Linked DNA regions of Mus musculus: regions 1 and 3 are each linked to region 2. The links are chromatin contacts, called in public HiChIP or PLAC-seq maps. All regions are on one chromosome and are shown on one strand. Each heading gives the region's core, a stretch centred on a gene start, on an enhancer-like site or on the middle of the called end of the contact. The rest is flanking DNA. Distances are from core to core; before and after follow the strand shown.

Region 1 (4,847 bases), core at 1,811-4,310, 480 kb after region 2:
TGCTGGAACAAAACACCATGGCCAAAAAGGAAGTTGGGGAGGAAAGGCTTTATTTAGCTTACACTTCCAGATCATGGTCCATCATTGGAGGAAGTCAGGACAGGAACTAAAGCAGGGCTGGAGCCTGCAGGCAGGAGCTGTGCAGGGGGCATGGAGGGGTGCTGGTAACTGGCTTGTTTAACATGGCTTAGCAGCTTTCTTTCTCATAGAACCCAGGACCACCAGACCAGGGACAGCACTCTCCTTATTAGGCTCCCTCGTTGATCACTAATGAGAAAATGTCTCACAGCTGGATCTCATGGAGGCATTTCCTCAACTGAGGCTCCCTCCTCTCTGGCTTGAGCTTCTTGTCAGTCAAGTTGACCCTCAAAACCAGCCAGCACAATGTCTGACTCCATTTTATTAGAGGAAAGATGAAAGTCTTCAGTGACTCTTATGTTAGCCAGCTTTCTGTCACTATAACAAAACACAGGAGATAATCAAGTTATAAAGAAGAACGATTACTTTTTCACTTGGACTTCTAGGGGTTATAGCCCTAAATAGATCGGCCCGTTAGCTTTAGGTGTGTGGCAAAGTAGCAAAGAGATTCAGGCAGAAGAAACCTGCTTTCCTGGTGGGTGGAGGGTGCACTGAAGCAGAAAGAAGACAGAGAGGAAGAGATCAGAGAGCTACTGACCCCTGAGGTCATTCACCGTCCTACACAATGACGTAATGACTTTCCACAGAGCCTCAACTCTAAACCTCTTCTTAATTACACCACCATGGAACCAAGCTTTTGACTCATAGGCCTCTTAGGCAAGCATTCAAGATGGAGCTGGAGCAAATGACATTGTCACTAGTGATTAACACTGCCTGTGTGAATGGGGTTCCTAGAGCAAGAACACTATCTGGAGGTAAGTAACTCATAACCCACTCCCCGTGATTTATTATTCTCCTTTATTCTCTATATTGCTGCCTTGCCTACATCTGAAATAGTTGCAATGTCTATTTTTGCTTCCGTATTCTGGCATTTACAAGAAAATCCCCCACTCTAAGGAACCTCCTAATAGGTTACCCAACTTTAAATGTGTCACTTTTATGCCTGATGTGTGCACTGATGATTCTCTGTAAAGATCTCATCTTACAAATCTTCTAAACCAAAAAAAAAAAAAAAAAAAAAAAAAAAAAAAAAAAGATACAGCTCATGAGTAAAAAGAAACCAGTGAGGGGAGATAATAATCCTAATTAATCAAAATAATCCTATGTAGTTGCAGGATGCTGTCTCCTCCCCAGACTGCCACATAACCAAATCACAGCGGGGAGTCAGTCTAGAACTCAGAGCGAGCAACTTCCACATAGCGTCGCGGTGGTTGTGTGCTCCACCATAGGGTTCTTTCCCCCAAATGGCCTTTTCTAACCTACTTGATGTTCTTGACGCTGCAGGTATTCTAGAATGTTTCTCTGTAGGTGACTGCCCTCCCTCCACTGCCCACCATCACACATTTAATCCACCCAGCTGGTTTCTTACACAATGTTTTACTTCAAATTTCATCTCAACCAAGCTGTCTCCTTTCAAGACTTTACCACCTCAGAGTATTTCTTTGGGGAAGTAGGAGTCTGTCTTTCACATCTCCATTTTCCCACCTAGATTATTCATTTGGCATATTGTGTATTTAATCTCAATGTATAGGTACAATAGATGCATATTAAATATGAAATACAAATTTAAAGAAAAGATTTATAGATGTTAGCTAAGAAGCCTGTTTCTCATTTCTGACTAAAGAATAAATCCTGCAAAATGATCAAGTCTTAAATCCAGAATGGAGGGAAATCTGTATCAATAGTGAATCCATTTATTTGTTTATATAACCTATGTAGATTGGTTTGTTGATAATTGATAATTATTCATCTCCTCATAATTATCGCAGCTATATTTTCTCCCATGTGCATTTTAATATTTATTTTCTGAAGACCAGATGGAGAAGTACATCCATCGATGCTTAATTATTTTTTCTCCCTATGAGATTTTAAAACTATACAGCGAAATAATTTCCTAAATAGAGAAGAAATACAAACGTATAAATGTTTCAGTGACACTTCGGGCTTATTTGGATTTCTTCCCTCAGTGTACTGAAGCTTGCTACCATTATCTGGAGCATATTGTCACCTTCAGAGAAAGCCCCTTCCCTCCTGTCAGAAATTGGGCTGTGAACGAACCCCAGCTCTCCAGCTTTCTTTATGCACAGTCCTCAGAAACTGTCATCCAAGTGAGCCCTTGTGGGGAGCGCCATCATCAAAGGACCCAGAAGCATAGTGAGGCTTAAAGTGTCACTCATCAGAGAGATAATGATGCTTTGGAGACCCCGTGTCATTTGATCATTTCTTTTTTCCTAAGTGCCATTAAGTCCCTCTTTGGCCAAGCATAGGGCTTAGCAAACAATGTGTAATTCAAACTCCAACGAGATTGGGCAGGAATGCACACCAACTAATCACAGTGGTGGCAGAGCCAGAGAGCAAAACTCTTCCGCCTGCTGTTTGCTGCCTATCAGCAACACACCACGGGGACTCCCGCCAAAGTGGCTTATCTGAAAAGACAGAGTAAGTGCTAAGACAGAGTTGCTAAAGCTTGTGACCATGATCAGTGGTCCCTCCTTGAAGAATTGTGGTCGAGTTAAACATAAATCAGAACCATTAATTAAGAAAAGCATCTACCGAGTCACCAGGGAGAAAAGTAGCTTGCAATGACCTTGCCAGCAGAGGCAGAAACCCTGAGCCCCAGCAGGTGTCGGGTCAGTGTGGGGCCCCTCAGCTGGCCCTTGCTTCACTTTCCTTGTATCTCTGGCCACTTACTCTTCACCAAGGGGTTTGCCTTCTGTGTTTGTTGTTAAACCCAACAGATAGCAGATGTTTTGATCTTCTTTCACCTTTGGGAAAATGCCATGCTTCTGCTCTGTGAGTCTCTGTTTCTTTGTGGGCCTGTCCTTTGCCTTCAGGTAATGTAGCTCAGTCTTTGGTGGGCTTGCCTTCGCCTTCCTTGGGCGCTTCTAGACTCTTCCCCTCTCCTGACTCACCCATCCACAGGCTTCCTCATTAGGTCACAGCTGGGCACCCTGGGCTGGAATTTCCCGTGTCCCCACTGGGTGGCGATCTTCAGCATAAGAGCTGGAAAATAAATGCCCAGAGATTTTTTTTTCTTTTTTAAGTTTACTCAGTTTATCAATTCAGAGTGGCTTTTTTAAATCTGTTTTTCGTTCACCTCATTTTAGCTTCCTACAGTTGTCACTGATAAGATTCCTCAAATATGTGAGTTTCGAGTTTATTCTTAATGCACTAACTTAAATAATTGTTCCTCACACGCGATCTATGTGTCTACAGTAACAGCCTACACTGGAACTCACCATTATCATAATAAATTTCACTTTAATTTGAACATTCTCTTAAGCTTAAAAAAATCAAGACATATTATACGAAACCAAAGAAGCTTCTTTTAAAATCACTCATGTGTAAGACAGGACAGCGGAGAAACAGAAAATACATACATACACATAGACGGGTTTAGCTTTCAGTTGATCCTATAACAAATCTCCGTAAGCCCAGTGGCCTAAATCAACACAAATGTGTCATCTTACAGTTCTAGATCAGAAGTCCAACAATGGCACCCCTGACTAAATCAGGTCCAGGCCAGCGCCATCCCTCCCAGCTTCCACAGCTCTGCCCTCCTTTAAATTCGGAGCCATGACATCCCTCAGACCCTCAGTCTACCATATGTCGCTCCCTGACTATAGCCTGGAAAGACTCATGTGGCAAGACTAGACCTTGCCAGCTGCCTTACAATGGCCGTCTAGTGCCGTGAAACTGGCATCTCAGTAAGCAGAGTTGGGTCAACCACACGGACAATTGGAGAGCGATAAAGTAACCGTAACCCTGACCTCCATGAACGTGAAACAATCAATGCTTAGTTACTTATGGATCTTACATGCTTGGGTGCTTTGTCTGCATGTATGCAGGTATGCATGTATGCATGTGTACTACACGTGTGCCCTTTGCCTCAGAAGGTCACAAGAGGGCACCAGATCTCCTAGACTCGGGGTTACAGTGGGTTGGAAACTGCCATGTGGGCGCTGGGGACAAGACCTTGGCCTTCTGCAGGAACAGCAAAAGCTCTTAATTACTGGTCCATCCTACGGTCCCTGCACAGTTATTTAGTATATCCACTTCACAAGGATAAAGTCCTTACAGTAGTAACATACAGATAAAAAGAGGGAAAAATTCAAATCCATATTTGACCTCAATATATAACATTAAATTTTAAATGACAAATTAAGGAAATGCATTTATAGTTTCTACTAGAATTGGAAAATTGGCTAAATTCCATGAGATAAAAATATCTATTAAAAAATAGAAGAAAATCTCTATTAAGTCTAAAAATATCTATTAAGAATAGAATGAAGAAAGAAGAAAGAAACTCAATCTAAAAACAGGCAAAAATGTTCATAAACAGACCACAAAAAATAAAAGCAAAATATTCTGAACATATAGAAAACTATTCCCAGTTTCTCTCATAGCTGGGCTACTCAGAAAGTTTTTCCTGGGGGGAAAACTGTTAGTGTTAACTTTTTTACATAATTTTAAATTCTTACCTACTTAAATTATGTATGTGGTCAAACAATATTAACTTCAAATATTAACTACAACTCTAAAATATAATATAAAATGAAAGAAATGAACCTACATGGATATAATATTGTTGAGATCAACACAGAGGAAAAAATAGTTCTGATAAGAACTTTAGAACAGGTTTCTATAGATCCCAAGGGAATATCTGTATATATTCTGAGAATACTGATAACTACCCCCACCCCCACCCC
Region 2 (4,468 bases), core at 1,843-4,342:
GACGGAATGGTAGTTTCTGTAGCCTTATAGGAGAGTACCTGCTGCTTTTGTGAGTTCTGAGGCCCACACTTTCCACTCCCGAACACACTTCACATAAGCAGGCACGGTGACACTATTTCTCTACACTTCACATGATGACCTTACTTAACCCCGGGTTCTACATCGAAATTCAACAAAATACACCTCAAAAGTTCTTGAAATAATGTTTCTACTGGGGATAAAGAGATGCCTCAGAGGTTAAGAGCACTTACTGTTCTTGCAGAGGACCCAGAGTTCAATTCCCAGCATCCACGTGGTATCCCATAACCATTTGTAACCCCAGCCCTAGGGATTCTGACACCCTCTTCTAGCCTGTGTATGCTCTGAATGCACATCTGTGCAGACATATGGAGGCAAGACATTCATACACATAAAAATAGTAAATAAAATGCTTTGTAAGATGCATCGGCATTATGTATGTACAGATTTGTATTTGTTAATCTTTTCCCCTATGTAAAAATTCTAACTAATTGTGGATCATTTACATTGCATTAAGTATCATAAATAATACAGAATTAATATGCAAATGTTGTGCCCTTTTATATAGAGGACTGGAGCATCCAGGGGTTGCACATGCTAGGAGAATCCTGTCTCCCATAGATAGCAAAAGCAGTCTGCATCACTCTTTGCCATGATAGAAATTTGGAGAATACATGGATGTTTTTCAAAACATAAACATTGGAGAAAAGCAAAGCTTTTCTGCATTATCTACACGGTACCAGACATGTCCCTTGTCTGATCCTGCTGTATCACAAAATCTCACTTGGTGAGCCAAGACCCACTCCTTCAGGGGGACCTGGCATGTTAACGTCAAATTCTATCACCATCTCCTTATTGATTTTTCCTTCTCCTTCCTCTTTAACCAACTGTATCAAACATCCAAACACAGTCCAAGCATCCTCACTGCAGTGACGAGCATGGTAAAGGTTGACTGTATTTAAGCTGCCCTTTCCTCTAATGTGGGTGGGTGAAAGGAGAGGTACTGTCAATTATCCATGAGAAGAGATGAACAAATACTTGAAGAAGCTGGCAAAAATAGTAGCACATAATATGTGAATTCCATTTCCTTGTCTCCTTAAAGGTTCTTACAGAGCTCCGTGGACCTCCCAAGGAAGTGATGCACCCGAGATTAATGACATATCCATGTCCATTGTCAGCTTTGCAAATGATTTTAATTATTCATCGTTAATATATTTGCTTTAAGTTACATTAAGCATGGATTGATGGAAGCCTATGTAAAGTCCTGCTTCAAATGAAATACCCTGACAAATAGAAATGCCATTGATTTTGGGGAGTTCAGGGGGCACATGGGAAATACAACACCATGCGAACTTTGATGGCAGAGTTTAGAGATAGGGATATTTGCATCACATGAAATAGGTTATGGACAAACACATCTCAGCTAGTTAGCTGACATCGTGTAAATGTGCCTGGACAGCTAACACATATGAAACACCATGCTCTATGGTCTGTGCTGAGAACTTGTGTCCCACCTTGGTCAATCTTCAAGGTTATTATTAATTTTTTTAGAAAAATGTTCTGTTTTATACAAATGAGAATGGCAGGTCTTAGTGAAATTATTTAAGAATCAGGTCCATGGTCATAAATCCATGCAGCCTGACTTTAAATTATTTGATATACTATACATTTCTGTTTGAAAATTTATTTTTTATTAAAGTGTGTGTGTGTGTGTGTGTGTGTGTGTGTGTGTGTGCGTGTGTGCACATGCATGCATGCTAGGCATGGATGCTGGGAACCAATCTCAGGGCCCTTGGAAGTGCAGCAAGCACTCTTAACCTATGAGCCATCTCTCCAGCCCTGAAACTGTGTATCTTCTGGCTAAGACAGCCAGGACAGCCTGAGGACTGCTCCTGCTCAGGCACTGAGATAGGATGAGCCACATTAAACCTTGCCTCAGCCACTTTTAGCTACATGAAAATAACAAAGCCAGTCAACGCCTTTCTATTTCTGCTCTCCCATTCTCTAATGCACACATTTATTTCAGATCTTTCTCACTATAGATTAAGATTCAGAGAAACATATAGCAAAGACTTCTTAAAGTTTACTCCCCAGGGTTGTGGTGGAGCTGAAAGGTGAAACTCTGTTGATCTCTATAAATCACCAAACAGAGGTCGTATGTATGACAATGCTGGGGCTGTTTGGAGAAAGAGCAGAGAACTGTCTTGTTCGGTTTCTCCAGATTCATTCGCTTCTCCTCACATAAACACAGTCCCAATTATAGTACTTGATTCATCTGCAAGGTAGAACAGCCATTTCCTGGCGGGCCGTTTCATAAGCACATATGTCAAGGTTTAGAGGGATTTCTGTCACTAGAATTTCAAGCTATCGAGCCAGAGCATGAAGATCTTTGCTGTGAACTGCTATGTACATGTTCCAATTGGTGATCACTGAACATTCTCTGCATGTATAGATACTGTAAGTTACAGTGAAGAAAAATCTATTAAATGACCCTTAGAAGATGTTAACCATCGGAGTTTAACTATAATTTCCTAGGAATTATCATGCTAACGCTGGCCAATTATTTCCATTTATCTCAATGATGTTTTGCCATCTCCTGTTTGGAACTCCCCAGTCCTTGGGCATCCATGACTGTTTTTCTTGGGATAGTAGGGTGTGGGCATAGGTATTGTTCCAGTAACTACAGTTTTCAGAATGCTATTGAAGGACAACACCTGTTCTTCAGTTTTTCTCATCAGCAGAAAAAAAAAGTTGAATAAAGTCTTGACTTGAGAGTCTCTTAAGGATTAAAATCAATCAAAGTTAGAGATAAAAGCTTTCTATATGTAAAACTTCACAAAGCATAATCTGGTATCAACACTGTGATTGACATCTTCACCATAACTGTCATCTCTATGGTAGCCCTCTCTGAGTCTCCCCAGGTGGCATGCGTCCATTTCACTCTTTAGCTGTGTTCCTACTGAGAATCAATAAAGCCAATGTCCCCTCTGTTCTCTGCACAGCACTAGCTGTTCTGCTGGCATGAACTGTGGGTGGTAAATGTGAAAGTCTATGTTTCCAGCCATTCAGTAGCTGCTTGGTGCAGCTGGAGCTCCTGCCACTCATTCTGCCAACTTCCAGGAATATAGCAGTGTGCACAGCAGATAATGCCTTTGTCTTCATTCAGAGAAATAATAAAGACACAGGCCATGAGTAAACAAGATGATGGATATATTAAAAATGGAAGAACTATAGAGTTCTCTATGAAAACACAGTGGAGTGAGAAGAAAAGAAGCATAGAGCAGAGCTTGAATTGAAGCTCTCTGTGGGCAAAGGGAAATGAGGCTGCAACAGCAAGGCATGAGAGGATCAAGTGACGCCTATGTGACTAAGGGCAGAGCACTCTTGGAAGAGGAGGCTATGGGCATGAAGACAACAATGCCTGGGCATGCCTGGAACTTTGGGAAATTAAAGAGAGGACAGTTGGTTGTGGAAGAGTGTAGATGGCAATATTAGATAAATGTAGAAGGTGATACACATGCAATCGGACTCATTTTCAGAACTGTGGCTGTTACGTCATAATAAAATGAGAAGGGCATTGGGACATTGGGAGTGGAGGGACAACTCTGCAGAACCACTCTGTCATGTGCATTGAGAATGAGCTACAGGGATGGAAGATACACTAAGGAGGAAGATGCCAGTCATCAAGGTAGATAATTCTGGGTAGGTATTGAAGCCACTGGGATTTGTTAGTGGAATATTATAGATCTGAGATGAAATCCCACACAGAGAGGTCAAGGGTGACTGAACATCCAGACATGAGCAGAGCAAAGGAAACTTCTTGAGAGCATTCTCAAAGAAGGTGTTTAGAGACAGAAGAGAGTTCAAGATACAGTCTTTTCAAGTTGAACTTGAAATGACATTAGGAATACGGAGCTCTCAATGTTGATAGTTATCAGTATACAAGCAGAATTTAAAGCCATGAGCCTGAACATCATTTTACAAGCAAGAAGTGAGTGCAGGAAGAAAAATAGTTAGAGATTTGAACTCTCTGACATTTCAAATTTTAGACTTTGAGAAAATGAGTGAAGAGCTGTAAAGGGTATGGAGAACCCAGACAGTGAAGCGTGCGATTGTGCAGTGTGGAGTGCAGGATCCCGAGGGAGATAGGGCAGAATGAGACTATGGAATTTCCCTTACAATCAAATCTATTAGTACAAGACAAAACAAGAGGTATTACTTTAAGGAGTAGGAAATATCTCCCGTGGACTTGCTATCTGTCTGGGGAAAGAAGACAAAGAGTTAAGCATGAAGACAAGTGGGAGTCTCGTGTACTCACTCAAAATGAATCAGCATGCCTTCAGAACAAAACTAGTCCAGATGGCTCCATGCCTTGCTTCAGCCCTCTCTGGGTTCCTGGTTATAAGACAGAGGAGGTGGAGACTGGATTTTTTCCAGACAATATTACAAA
Region 3 (4,389 bases), core at 658-3,157, 460 kb after region 2:
TAAACAGATACCTGACTTAATATCTAAGATGTCAGTTTAAATAAGAACACTTTATTTCACCTTTATTTTATTAAAATCAAAATACTTATGACCTGACACAAGGCAGAAAGTTATAGTCATGCCTGTTTATCACATTGCGCAGAGAAGAAATTTTAATAATTGAGTTTTAAAACCACTGCTACAGGGCTGGAGAGATGCTCAGTGGTTGATCACAGCTTTGTTGTTCTTGCCTAGGACCCAGGTAAATTCCCAGCACTGACATGATGATTCACAACTACCTGTAACTCCAGTTCCTGGTGACTTAGCGCCTTCTTCTGGCCTCTGCAAGCACTGCACACAAGTGTGAATGTAAATACATGGAGGCACGCATACACATAAAAATATGTAAGTCTTTTAAAAAGTTTGTTTTAGGTAAGACTGAATTCTGCCTTAAGTCTAAAAACAGGAAAATGCACACACTTATTATATATATAATAAGGTGTGTGTGTGTGTGTATTCCATATGTGTGTATGTATATATATATATCTTATAACAGAAAGCTGCACCTATTATTGATGTGTATTCAAATTGCCAAATTGTAGAACCAATCTAGTTTTGTACTAGTGGAAGACAGTCCTCATCGGTAGATGGTAAATACCATACCATGCCTGTCACATAAACTCGTGATGCTAATGGACCTTCTGTCCATAGACAACTGAATGGGTAAAGGGCACTCTTCATCCCAGGGAATAACATGAGGTTGAACTGGCCTGTGTGTCCCAACCCTCCTTCCCCCTTTTCAGCACTCTCCCTTCTCATCCAACTGTATATGTCTACAAGTTCATGTGAGTTACCCTTTCTCCAGGCCATTGTTCTGATATTGTATTCTTGCACCTGTTTTAATATCAAACTTGATCATATGTCCTTGCCTTGCTGACCATGGTGAATGGCTCGGACCTCTAAGCTTCCCAGCCCTCTGACTGTGAGGTCATTAGGCTAAATCAGTTCTTCAGTGGTAATTCTTTCTGGTCCTGAGCACACAGCTTAATATAACATGGCTGCCTATCATGGCTGACTTCATCATCAATTTGACATAGTTTAAAATCACCATGGAAGCACAACTGTGGATATAGCTATGAAGGCTCTTCCAGAAAAGTTCAAGTGATGATAAGGGAAGACCCACCCTGAAGTGTGGTAGCATCATCACTTGGGCTGAGCTCCCAGACTGAATATAAAGAAAGAAGCTGAGTGAGCCCATGCTGCCATCTCATCATGTGACAAACTGTCTCTGCGCTCCACCATGCCTCCCTTGCCCACCATGATGAATGCACTCTCACACTGGGAGCTAAAATAAAACCCTTCCCTCCTCAAGACTGTCAGTAACAGCATCAAGAGGAGTGACCAATAAAGTACCTATGAGATGGTTATAGGGTGTGAATAAAGTTAAGCCCATTGCCAAAACCAGAACAGATACTGATAACTTTAGTACAGGGGCCATTCCCTGAGAATAAAATAAATACCAAGATTAAGACCTTGAAGTGAATTATATTCCATTCGCCTACCACAGCACGATGAGATTAAAGTGCTGAACAGTTTGTATATACCTCACAGAGCTGAGACGAACACAAAATGCATGTCATAAGCTGGGTTTCATTTGCACTCCTACCAGTGATGGTTCAGTTACAGGATGAAGGGTGGAGGCTAACAAAGCCTAAGGGGTAGTGAAAGCTTACCAAGCTGAGTTAGCATCTCCAGAGATGGCTCTCTTCAGGAGGCAAGGCTGACTTTTGATACTGGAAAGGACAGTGTTTACACAGAGCTGGGGAAAAACAGATGGTTTTGTAGAAGTGGGAAGTATGGGGAGAGGGGAGGGAGGCTGCTGTGTCAGTGCGCTGCTAAAAGCTGATTGGGAGGCAGCGGCAAACGGCCGGTGCTCAGAAGGTCAAAGAGGAATGTAATGAAGCTTTGAAAGTTACTAACTGCCAGAGAAGTTTGAGGGTTTGGGGATTTTTTTTTTATGGTAAGTGAAGCGAATGATTGATTGATGAAATGGGGGGGAGTACACATTCTGTTGATTAAACGTTGACCATTATAATTTTCAGTGTAACAGCTGTGCCTGAAATTGCAGTAATTCAGAATGAAAAATAGACACTGTTGTTCTAAAATAGCCCGGACCATTTGGAGCCCTGCAGCACGAGTCTGTGCTTTGTGGCTTTACCGGGAACATAGTGGGGTGCATGTTCTTTGCCTTTCATTTCATTTCATCATAATGGCTTGTTCTATGGATGGGGAGCTCAAACTGAACAACAGTCTCACAGCGAGGGCTGCTGTGTGGGTTGTGTACAGGAGTAGAAGTGCCAGCCAAAGATGTGAAACCTCTTCCTGTCTACCTTGTGATAATTTTTATGCAGAGTATTTTAATGATGAAATGTGCACGCTTTGTCTACTAAAAGTCTATTGTCAGCTTATTAGCATCTGCATTCTGTTATGTTCCTGAGAAATTAAACCTTAAGTTTAATTTCTGCCTTGGCATCACCTTTAACTCGTTAACCATTCTATACCAAAAGGTAGAAAGAATCCATAAATACAATCTACAAGTCAGCTCATGGCTCCTTAGTGTTTACTTCTCTTCATAATTGATCATCGCTTTAGCCTCCAGTGGCTTAGCACTATCTGTATGGCCAAATCAATTAAGTTGTGTTTCTACATTGACATATAGTATCTCCTCTACTAGCATTATCTTATCTTTTACATTTCTAATTTATGCCCATGATTCCTCATATCAAGGAACTCGAGGCATTACCCCATTATAGAGTTTAGAAATCAAGAAGATGCTGGAACTCAACCAACCTCTGTTTTAGAAGGACAATGCTGGTGCCAGTAGGAAGGTGAAATGGAAGACAAGGAACGAGATGTGCAGGCAATGGGATGAGTTTTGAGATAGATGTTCAGGGATGCTGAGTGCATACAGAGCAAGGAAACAGCAAGGAGACATCTCCAGTGCTGAGTAGAACTTGTTGTTGAGCAAAGAGAAAGAACATGCTCACAGTCTCAGCCAAGCTTACTGAAACTGAAAATGGGCCTCTGCCTACTTTAGGGAGAGGATGGTACCTTTGCAAGGTAGCAGGTTGCCATGGCAACAGTATCCTACGAACTGCAAATAGAGTCCATCGTCTCTGCCAGGGACCAATAGAGATTTTTCAAAAGGCCAGAAACAGCATTCTGGCCTAACTGGTCTTTTGTTATGGGAAAATGATCATCAAATGATCACCATAAACACGGTCAACACAAATTTTATATAAAGATAGATGCTAGGGTATCTCACTGTAGGAAAATGTATTAGTCAGATTCTCTAAAGAAGAAGGGCAGGCAGAAAGAAGGGAGTTTATTAAACTGGCTTACAGGATGTGGTCCAGGTAGCCCAACAATGCTATCCCACACTTGAGATGCTCAGTCCACAAGACTGGTATCTCAGGAGTCCCATCCTGGTGCTGATGCTATGGAGACTTCTTCAGTCTATGTTGGCAGCCCAGAGAATGCCAAAGTCACAGTGTAGATGGACTTGCCAAGAGAAGTAAAAGCAAGCAGGCTCAAGGCAAAGGCTCCTTCTTGTGTCCACATTCATCAGGGCTTGCACCAGGAGATGCTGCCCACATTATGGATGGGTCTTCCAGCTTCACACTGTCTGATGAAGAAAATCCCTCACCGAGTGCCCAGTCGCTTGTGTTTTAGTTGATTCCAGATGCAGTCAAGTAGACAAGCGAGATTAGCCATCATGGACAGTACAGGTACCTAGCTCCCCTTGGCTCACAGTTCTCATCTGATGTTCAGAAAACTCATAGCACAAGTGAGTGGAATGCCAGCCACCAGCAGCAGCAGCAGCAGCATTCAGGGAGCAACATAGTGCAGCAGTCAAGATCATGGACGCTAATCAGAATGCCTGGACTCTTATTGCTATAATTTTTAATACACTTTTAGTACACTGAGCTCAGGCAAGATAATTACTCTTTCTGTGTTTCCACTCCCTTCTCTGTAAAACAAGGAAATCATGAACGACCTTAACTACTTCACAGATTTGGCATGGAGACTAAATGCACTAATATTTGTAAAGTACAGACAAGACACACAGTAGGTAGTGTTAAATGAGTAAAAATGTCTTCATTAGGCTCCTCCTAGATTTATAACTTCACAATAGCTCCCTTTTCCTGGTAGTTTTCAAATCCTTTTTTAAAAAGATTATTGTTTGTTTGTTTGTTTGCTTGCTTGCTTAATGTGTATGTGTCTAAGTGTCTGTGTGTCCACTGCATACATGCAAATGACCTTGGAGGCCAGAGGAGGGTGTCAGATCCTCTGGAACTGGAGTTATGAGCAGTTGTGAGCCACCAGTGTGGGTGCTGGGAACCGAACCCG

What was found. HiChIP or PLAC-seq counts read pairs in DNA pulled down with a chosen protein or histone mark.
Region 1: a contact with region 2 is called in an H3K27ac HiChIP or PLAC-seq map of VIP interneurons, with 4 times the contacts expected there. The contact joins two enhancer-like sites. A contact is called at or near these places in 2 of 484 Hi-C or Micro-C datasets (frontal cortex and nephron progenitors) and 1 of 115 datasets of contacts at active chromatin or transcription factors (VIP interneurons).
Region 3: an H3K27ac HiChIP or PLAC-seq map of VIP interneurons shows a contact between it and region 2, with 2.8 times the contacts expected there. The contact joins two enhancer-like sites. A contact is called at or near these places in 1 of 484 Hi-C or Micro-C datasets (frontal cortex) and 1 of 115 datasets of contacts at active chromatin or transcription factors (VIP interneurons).

What each region holds. Positions count from the first base shown.
Region 1 is chr3:53,728,249-53,733,095 of GRCm38.p6, reverse strand. It overlaps Gm30735 (a long non-coding RNA gene), which reads right to left. Exons shown (of 5, transcript XR_867291.2): 4 at 3,051-3,141; 5 at 1-456. Among named protein-coding and RNA genes, the nearest start is that of Gm30735, 28 kb to the right of the region's middle. Within about 2 kb of position 3,060, at least 19 of the 459 cell types and tissues checked have an H3K27ac peak or open chromatin away from gene starts, as enhancers often do. A contact at or near this core is called in VIP interneurons, where this site is marked.
Region 2 is chr3:54,210,250-54,214,717 of GRCm38.p6, reverse strand. All of the region lies in intron 2 of Trpc4 (transient receptor potential cation channel, subfamily C, member 4), which reads right to left. Among named protein-coding and RNA genes, the nearest start is that of Trpc4, 56 kb to the right of the region's middle. Within about 2 kb of position 3,092, at least 10 of the 459 cell types and tissues checked have an H3K27ac peak or open chromatin away from gene starts, as enhancers often do. A contact at or near this core is called in VIP interneurons, where this site is marked.
Region 3 is chr3:53,754,134-53,758,522 of GRCm38.p6, reverse strand. No RefSeq gene overlaps it. Among named protein-coding and RNA genes, the nearest start is that of Gm30735, 53 kb to the right of the region's middle. Within about 2 kb of position 1,907, at least 19 of the 459 cell types and tissues checked have an H3K27ac peak or open chromatin away from gene starts, as enhancers often do. A contact at or near this core is called in VIP interneurons, where this site is marked.